Linked DNA regions of Macaca mulatta: region 1 is linked to region 2. The links are chromatin contacts, called in public Hi-C maps. All regions are on one chromosome and are shown on one strand. The core of a region is the stretch at or near the end of the contact, and the rest is flanking DNA. Distances in the headings are between cores, read along the strand shown. Region 1 holds the start of KIRREL3 (kirre like nephrin family adhesion molecule 3). Region 2 overlaps KIRREL3 (kirre like nephrin family adhesion molecule 3).

Evidence for each region. A called contact is a pair of places that touch in the nucleus more often than the background predicts.
Region 1: a Hi-C map of fetal cortex germinal zone shows a contact between it and region 2, with 2.8 times the contacts expected there. The contact joins the promoter of KIRREL3 here to the enhancer-like site in region 2. A contact is called at or near these places in 4 of 14 Hi-C or Micro-C datasets (blood, fetal cortex germinal zone, fetal cortical plate and 1 more).

What each region holds. Positions count from the first base shown.
Region 1 is chr14:127,394,499-127,398,988 of T2T-MMU8v2.0, reverse strand. KIRREL3 (kirre like nephrin family adhesion molecule 3) reads left to right here and starts at 1,308. Exons shown (of 16, transcript XM_015116085.3): 1 at 1,308-1,623. The coding sequence starts at 1,569.
Region 2 is chr14:127,118,679-127,123,335 of T2T-MMU8v2.0, reverse strand. The region is part of intron 1 of KIRREL3 (kirre like nephrin family adhesion molecule 3); the gene reads left to right. Among named protein-coding and RNA genes, the nearest start is that of MIR3167, 260 kb to the left of the region's middle. Within about 2 kb of position 2,760, at least 4 of the 40 cell types and tissues checked have an H3K27ac peak or open chromatin away from gene starts, as enhancers often do. A contact at or near this core is called in fetal cortex germinal zone and fetal cortical plate, where this site is marked.

The DNA of each region.
Region 1 (4,490 bases), core at 59-2,558, 280 kb before region 2:
TTGGAATGTGCCTGGTAGTCAGCAGAGTCCTCAGAAGGTGTGCTACTGAAGGAGGAAAGGCTCAGAGTTTCCAGAAGACCTCCCCAAGGTCCAGGGACTGAAGAAAGCAATGATTGATTTTAGAATTGAACGCTAAATGGCACATGTCAGGGGAGCCTCTTTCATTTCCTCTCCTCTCTCTTCGCCTCTCTTTCTCACACTGCATAACATTGAATATTTTTCTGTGTTGCTTTGCTACGTCCTTAGAGTTTGTATCTTCTGTGTATGCTCTGCTTGCACACTAGATTATGAGCTTCTGAAGGCATGGTCTGTGCCTATTATTTTACTTCCCTCCATGGCCTGTTTATACCAAGCATGCCTAAATGTCTATTAAGTAAATAGACCCAGATAAATTCATGTTGGTATCCTGGAGGAAATCGAGTTTGATTTGAGAGTGGAGTGTGAATTTCATGACAGGTAAAAGACTTGAAGATCCTTAGGAAGCGGTTGCCTATGACCTTGGCCTCTCCTTCGCAATTGGACTCACAGCACCTCTTGGAGAAAACACAGGCTCAGAGTGATGGAGCGCTCATTAGAGAGGCTCTGAATGCAAAGACAGGCTGCTCTCCTGTCCTCGTTAGGAAATGCACAAACCAGGATAATAATAATAAATGGGTGTGTGTCACAAACCTACTTGCCTTTCCTTTAGTTCCTGCATTTTGTCTTCCAGGAGCAGTGCAAAGCAAACTAAGATCCAAATGTTCAGGTTTTATTACCTACCTCCCCCCCTCCACCCACCCACCCACAGGAAACTCTCAGAAATGCAAAGCATGCTTATCTCTCCTCCAACTCTGAGCCTCCCGCTGCACACATTGGCCAAGTCCTTCCTAGGGAAAGATGCACACCCCCCCTTCCTAGTTCCCTTTCAGCCCAGTTTCCAGTTCCTGTGCAAAGGCAGGGCATGCATGTTTTTGTGCACATGCATGCATATACCCATCCTTAATTTCACTGTTAAACAGGACGCCGTGTGGACAAAAAGTCACAGCTCCGCTCCAAGCTCAAGATGCCTTTTGGTCAATAATGACGACAAAAGCTGAATTTTTCCCTATTTAGGGAAAAGAAAGAACACAGCCTTTTCCCCCACTGTCCGTTTTGCATAGATCTCTTTTTTTCCGACTGTTTCCTCTTTAATTATGACCTGTCTCCCCTCCCTCTCCCCTCGCCTCAGCTTCAGTGAAAGGAGTCCTTCTGTCACTCGTCACTAGCTCGCTCGCTCACTGTGGGAGGAGCCCGCCTGAGGAAGCCGTGTGCCTGGGATGCCAAGAGCCAGAGAATGGATCTGCTCCGAGTGGGGACATTGCTGACAATCCCGGCTTCCCGAGGCGGCTGAAAACAGGCAGTTTGTGTCTGCTGGCTGTAGATACCCAGAGGCACAGAGACCGAAGCCACCCGGAGGGACCCACGGACGGACAGATGGTAGGCGCGAACCCGAGAGGACCGGCGGAGGCTGAGCACCGAGAGCCGCCAAGGAAGAGAAACTAACTGCATACCCAAGTTACCCCGCCGGCTTTCCTTCGCTGCGCTAAGGAATGAAACCTTTCCAGCTCGACCTGCTCTTCATCTGCTTCTTCCTTTTCAGTCAAGGTAGGACCCCTGCGCTGCTGGAGTTGGAAGAAAGTCGGCTGGGTTGTCAGGGCGCGGGAGGCTGTGGGCAGGAATGTGGGCAGGCTTCGGGAACTCGGACTGATGGATGCGTCTCTCGGTGCCGGGCTGAGATGCCCTGGCATTGCCTCTTTGCCTTTGCAAATGCAACAAAATGGTACTGTTTATTTTCCTTTGGAAAGAAGGGGTATGGGAGGGGAGGGGAATGACTTTCTCCTTTCACTTGTCAATATCCAGCTCAAACTCTCCAATGCAAATGAGTTCTTTATGCTTCTGGTATGTTAATTAGGTAGTATCTCTGTGGTTATGCCACTCTGAACTTCTGGGCACCTCCTCTCCTTCAGACCCAGGCCAGGGAAGGAGATGGCAGGGAGGGGGAGCTTGGTTTAGGTGAATATTTCAGCTTGAATAGGGTCTGACTTGCACAAGTGTATTCGAAAGCGAATGTGTGTGGTTTGCACTGTTGAAAAGGGGGTTGCAATTACAGAATGCATTGTGGGGGGTAACTTGCAGTGGTTGGGAAAAGCTTGTAAAGAGTTTCATTGAACGTCAATGAGTTCTCTAAATTAGGTTGAATTCTGAATCCTACACAGCACTGAATTCAGGGTATAAAATGAAATTTCGCCCGTGGTGCTGATTGTTTCCTTTCTGCAGCCTAGCAGGGGCAGAGAAGCAGGTGGACTCTCCAGAAAGAACTTTGCCACCTCTAGGCTTCTTGCCACTGGGAGCCCTGGGGCTGGTAGTGGTGCAGGAAGGAGAGGGAAATTCGGGAGAGGGAATGTGAGTGCCTGTTTAGAGAAAGGCATCAAAAGTCACCTGTGGAATTGAGTTTGAAGGGGCAAGTACATGCGTTCCTTCCCACTCTTTTGGAATGCCAATGCACCTCTGCCATCTGAGGCTGCATTTATGCCAGCCAACACAGCTCTAGAGTCTAGAGGTGCAAGACTCTCAGAAAAAAATCCACAACAGAGCACGTCCATCTGTTGATTAAATGAAGGGTAAAAGTTTTCGAGAAAGCAAAGCACCTCCAAGGGTGGCTGGCTTTGCAAGCAAACAGCATGTCTTCTGTTTCTCCCCTGTCGGGGAGAAGCCAAATGTAAGCAAAAACCTGGCTTCCTTCTTCTGTTCTCCCACCAGTACTTGTGGTCACTGCAGATTTTCTCCTTATCTGTGCAATTCAAACTTTGCTTCTGGCCCTCCTCATGAAACCAAAGGGGCCCCTTCTTCGTATTTGTATGTGCATACTAATGCCTGTGTATAATGATAATAATGTATGTACACATACACACACACTCTCATATATTCATATGGTTGTGTGCTTCTCACCAGGGCTCCCTACAGCAGCAGGAAGATAAATTGCCTTCCCCAGAGTTTCAGGCTGAATGAATAAGAACTATCTCAGAACACTGGTATAAAGACAGGTTCAGTTATATCACCATTTTGTAAGATTACCCTCTTTCTTGCATGTGTGTGTGCTTGCTTATGAGCACACATACACACACACACACACTCACTCACTCCCATTCTTTGCTTCTTACTAGTTCACTCAGGAAGTTTCAATATAGAACCCCTGAGAGAAGGAGGGAATCTTCCAACCAACCCCCCATAAACACACAAACTCACATTTGCATGGGACCAGTGCATACTCTAATCAGTCTTTTTTGTGTTTAGAAGCTTGATCCCTGATACTTACCTAGATTGGCATAAGAAGGCTATAGGTGTCTAAGTATCCCTGTGGCTGTCTGAATCATTACAGTGTACATCTTCTGTTGTGCTTACTTCTTTCTTGGTCTGGAGATGTTTCTTGACTGCTTCATGTGAATCTTTAAATATTTATCTATGGAGGTTAAATGCTCTATTTTATCTACCCCGAGTCCTGAGAGCGCTAGGAAGAAACCATAACATCATGCAGTTCTTAATGCCTTGTGCTCCTGGAGTATTCTGAGCTTGGCCGTCACTGTCCACCCTACCAAATGGTAGATACCTTGTCCAGAGGCTGGAAAACAGGTCTAAACAAAGATTAGGAGACCCAAGTGGACATGGCTGGTCAGATACCCTGCATCCCTGTACATGGTGTGTTTCTTGAATAGACAGCCTCTGACTACAGGAATAAAGGGGTCAAGCCATCAAGTGAGAAGGTGTTTTATGGACTTCACTGCAATATGATGTGGTTATCTTTTGCCTTGATCTGTGGACATTTGTTTGTGTGGGTGTTGTTTTGAGCATTATGAATTCCCCAGAGGATTCTATTTGACCATCTTCACATATATGCTTAGCTCATGTACTGTGCCCCACCCCTACCCAGTGTCATGCATTCATCAACTTATTGGATAGAACGCATCCATGTCTAACAGGTCATAGGAGGTCCAGCCCACATGGCTCTACATGGCTTCCACTCTCATGCCCCGAACTGAGGTCTGAGGTTACACCCCTACCTGGCAGTCTCACAGAGCCACCTGCTTGACCCCTGCCTCCTGCATGCTGGGATGCCTCTCCCAGGAAATGTGAAGAGACTCAGGGGATGGCCTTTCCCTCAGAGACAACAAATGTCCAGGGTTGTTTTTAGTGCCTTATCTGGCACTCCGATGACATGGCCATCTGCTGTCCAACACCTCTCACAGTGGGAATCTGCGTGGCACTGAGGAGTTTCTGGGAACACGATTCCCCAGCTCCATGCTCCCAGTATCCTGGTCCCCGTGCAGAGAGAGTGCTCCAAGCAGTGCTCTCAAGATACAAATAAACTCTTAAAGTCCGTTCCAGTCATCCTTTTCTTCCTAATTTGTCAAATATTTATTTACCTTTACTTTTTTTCATAACCCTTTAGAGAGACAGAGAACAGAAATCAACAT
Region 2 (4,657 bases), core at 1,511-4,010:
TGTTGATTGTTGGACTTCTTCCCAAGTTCCGAGTCACAACAAGCATCTGTGCAAGTCTTTTTCTTCCATCTTTCCTTCTTCCCTTCTCTTTTCATATTGTACCATTTATGTAACTCAATGAAAATTAATTCTGCATCTATTATTATGTAATCATGGTCTAGGTACTAGGAATATAAAAGAATGACACAGTCATTACTCTCAAAAATCTTACAGTATAGAAGAGTAGAAAATGTTATGTTTGCTGAAGTTGAGATCCACTAAGGCCTTTATTTTAAAAGCGTAGAGGAGAAGGGTTTAGGAAATGCTTTCTTGCCTACTAAGGGAGGTGTGAGGTAAATGTTGGCACCAGCTGCTTAATGATGCCACAGAGCATGTGTGTCTGGAGGCCGAGGAGAGTTGATTTTTTTTAATTGTTACCTCTTTATGCTAGAGTGAAATGAAACAGAGCCTGTCCCCTCCCTTCTTTGCCTATTTCTAGCTTCCTCTCCACAGCTCCCACTAATGCTGTGTTCTCTGGCTCAGCACTGTTCCCTTTGCCTTTCATTCTACTCCACAAACATAGCTTAGCCCCTACTAAATGTGTGTCTGTCTCTGCTAGGAGGGCTGTGAAGGTTTCAGTGGGGGAAATCCAGCTCCGTATGCTAAGAACCTGCAATGTGCCAGGCTGCAGGCTCTGTGATATATGCCTGGGACAGAGACAAACCACAGTCCCCACCCACTTAATCTCAGTCAAGTGGAGAGTCCAACATGTGTCAAATACCTCAATACCGACCGTACACTATGTGCAGCCACAGAAGACTGTAAGAGGAATAGATGAAGAAAGGTCAGTTCCATCGTGGGAGACAAAGGATGGTTTCAAGATAGAGGTGACACTCGAAGCTTACCATCTAGTAAGAGAAATGAGATTTTGTGCAGAAATCCCCATGATGCAAAGGAGTGCTTCCTGAAAAGTGATATTTGAGCTAGACCATGCCAATGAATAAAATTTTCAACATTCATTCGTTCATCCAACAGATATATACTGAGTAGTTAATGTTTTCCCAGATAAGGGGAATGCAGTAATTTAGAAGAGAGACAAACATCCTTGCCCACACGGAGCTTACATTCTAGTGGAGAAGACATAAAGTACATGACATACATGAGTTAGAGCATGGCTCAGCACATTTTTCCTGGAAAAGCCTAATCACTAGTAAGTGAATATTCTAGTCTTTATAGATCTTGTGATCTCTTTAGCAACTACTCAGTTTTGCCATTGTGGCATGAAAGCAGTCATAGACAATACATACATGAATAAGCATGTCTGTGTTCTCATAAAACTTTATTTACAAAAACAGGGAGTGGACTGAATTTGGCCCCAAGGGTCATCGTTTGCCAACCCCCGATACAGTGTAAGGTAGATAGTCCGAAGAGCTAAACAGAAAACATAAATCAGGAATAAATAAATACATACAAGAAATGTTGGAGAAAGGGCTTCAAATTTCAGTAGGGAAAAAAAATCCCCAAAAGGTGAACGAGACTTCCTGTAGGAAGTGAGGGAGTGAACCATGCAGATGGCCAGGAGAAGAGCCTTTTGGGCAGAGGGAACAGCTAGTCCAGACCCCAGGGAGTGGAATGAGTCTGCCAAGTTCAAGTGTCAGCTGAGGGCTGATGACTGGAAACTGGATGTTTTCAGGCAGATAGACTGGGATGGAGGAGAGAAGTGACAGCAGGTGCTTGAGGAACAGTTTGGCAGGAGCATGAGGTGTATATGGTAGAGTTATAGACAGAAGACAAGGCTGGAAGTGGAAACCATGACATATCATTGGGAGCCTTGACTGCCATGCTAAGGGGTCCTGACATTGTTCATAGGGAAGGACTTCCCTGAGAACCCTTCTCTTCTGACCAGAGCACTCACAAATGGTTCCAGAACACAAACAGGCTTTTGGACTGTGAGTCACCATCCTGGTATCAGCCACATGGAGCTGTCCTACATCAGGGACTGTGCTGGTGACCCAGGTGGCTCTGCACAGGTGTGAAGCTGCAGCTATCCCTCCAAAGCACCCTGTTACCATCCTTCCTTCAGTATCAGGGCCTCCTTGCCAGATCCTAGGGGAGAGTGCAGTTATGGGGACTCAAGCTCTTCCCCTGACTTCTCTCAGCAAATCCAAAATAAAGCCTTGGCCTTCAGTCTCTGTCTTCTTGAGCAGGCTTCTTTGCTATTGCCAGAGAAGCACCTACTCTGTGCCATGCACCGTGTTAGATGTCTTGCGTGTGTTATCTTATTTATTCCACGTGATTTTTTTTTTTTTTGAGACGGAGTTTTACTCTTGTTGCTCAGGCTAGAGTGCAATGGCGCATCTTGGCTCACCGCAACCTCTACCTCCTGGGTTCAAGCAATTCTCCTGCCTCAGCCTCCCAAGTAGCTGGGATTATAGGCATATGCCACCATACCCACCTAATTTTGTATTTTTAGTAGAGACAGGGCTTCTCCATGTTGGTCAAGCTGGTCTCAAACTCCCGACCTCAGATGATCTACCCGCCTCGGCCTCTCAAAGTGCTGGGACTACAGGCATGAGACACCACACCTGGCCTCATGATTCTTTAAGGAAGGTGCTGTCTTGTGGAAACTGAGGCTAAGCACAATCAGTGTCTTCCCCACAGTCAAACCAAATGAGAGCCAGAATTTGAGACTAAGTCAATCTAGTCTCAAAGTTCTTTCCAAATCGCCATGTTGTTTCTCATTCAATCTGTCTCAGAAAGCACTTTGGCTCCCAGCCAAAATTGTTCTCATTTCAGGGCTCCCTCCCTTGCCAGCTCGGCTGGTGCCCACTTAGCTTCTTCCCTAGGAATCCCAGTTTCTCTCTCTCCCCTCTCTCAAGCACATGAAATAGACCTTTCTCCCAGACTGTTCCCTGCCCCCACCCTTTAACATATGACTCCAGATCTTCCTGCTCTCCTCTGCCCTTTACTGGACGCTCTTCTCCTCCAGGTCCCCTCACTATCTTCCCCCACCTTCTTCCAGGCATCCTCTTCAATGCCAGCCCTACAGCATCACCTGCGTGTCCCCTGGCCCAGCCACAAGCCAATTCCTTTCTCTCTCATGAGGGTGATCATAACTGGTTTTCCCAGGACAGTCTTGGCCTGTGCCTGTGGCCCTAACATAACTATTATAACTCTCATTCACTCTCAAGAGTGTCTGTGTCTGGGTGCTGAATATCTTCACCTACACTGGGCATGGGAGTGAACACTAATTTAAACCCTCAGATCTAAGTTGAAAATAATTTTGTTTTTTGCAATTTTTCACCCACCTAATATTTTTACTTCCTTAGATGCACCCTGCAATGTAACATATTTCCTCCAGGCCTGATTTTTAACTAGAGTGGTAAAATCCTTCTTTGAGGGATTTGGGATTTCACTGACATTTAGAACTTCATATCTCCAGGGAATCAGGCAGATACAGCCCCACCATGCAAACACAAAACCTCCTGCATGCAAACACTACCATGAGGGCTGGTGGGACAGGCAAGGACGGCAGAGTCTCACCAGGTCCAAATCCATCCCCTCAGCAAATATTTATTTGGCACCTACTATTCTGAGCACTGGAAAGACATAGTGGACAAGACAGATTAAGCCCCTGCCCTCAAAGAGCTTACATTCAAGTGGGAGCTCAGGCAATTTACAAATAAATATATGCTATGTCAGGCAATAAGTTCAATGAAGAAACATAAGACAAAGTCAAGAGGCAGGAAAAATAGTAAGGACCAAGAAGCTGAAGAGGAGCCTGCAGATTGGCTTGAGAAGTGGCAAGGAGGTTAGTTCAGCAAAAGCAGATGAGTCAAAGGGGAATGGGTAGGAGCTGAAATCGGAGAGGCAGAGACACCAGACCCTGACCCTAAGCCATCGAAAGTTTGGAGAGAGGAGCGATTGGATTCAACTGACATTGCTACATTGAATAAGGATGGCTCCTCTGGCCACTGGGTTGAGAAGAGGCTGAAGCAGGGAAGAAGCAGGGTGTCTCTCAGGAGCCTCATCAGATGCAAGGTGATGCTGTCTTGGACCAGGGTGGGGGCAGCAGAGATTGTAAGAAGTGGTCATTTTCTGGATAAAAGATTGAATGAGAAGCATGAAGGAAAGGCATCAGGGATGACTTCTAATGTTGTGGCCTTGGAAGCCACAAAAGGAAGCATAAGTTGCCATTGGCTGAGATAGGGATGATTTTGACAAGGTCTGGAGGGAGGGGCTGTGTGGCAAAGGCAGGAGTTGGCTGTGGATGAGTTACATTTTAGAAACCTAGGAGACGTTCAAATGGAAATGCCCAGCAAGGAGGTAGACTTCAGCATGCAGGTGGAACAAAAGCCATGAGACTAAGTAAGATCACCCAGGGAGTGAATGTAGACAGCCTGGAGAAGCCCTGAGGTCCTCCAACATTTGGGAATAATAGAGATAGGGAGGAACTAACAAAGGAGATGGAGAAGGCATAGCTGTAAGAGTAGACCCATAAGAGATTGCTTTCCCAGAGGCTAAAAGAAGAAGGTGTTCTAACATAAGAGCTGGCCATTTGTGTCAATAAGGAGTTGACCATTGGATTTGTCAACATGGAGTCATTGGTAATTTAGGAAGAAGCCGTTTCAGTGGCTTACTTTTAGATTTGAGACAAAACCAGAATAAGTGGGTTACC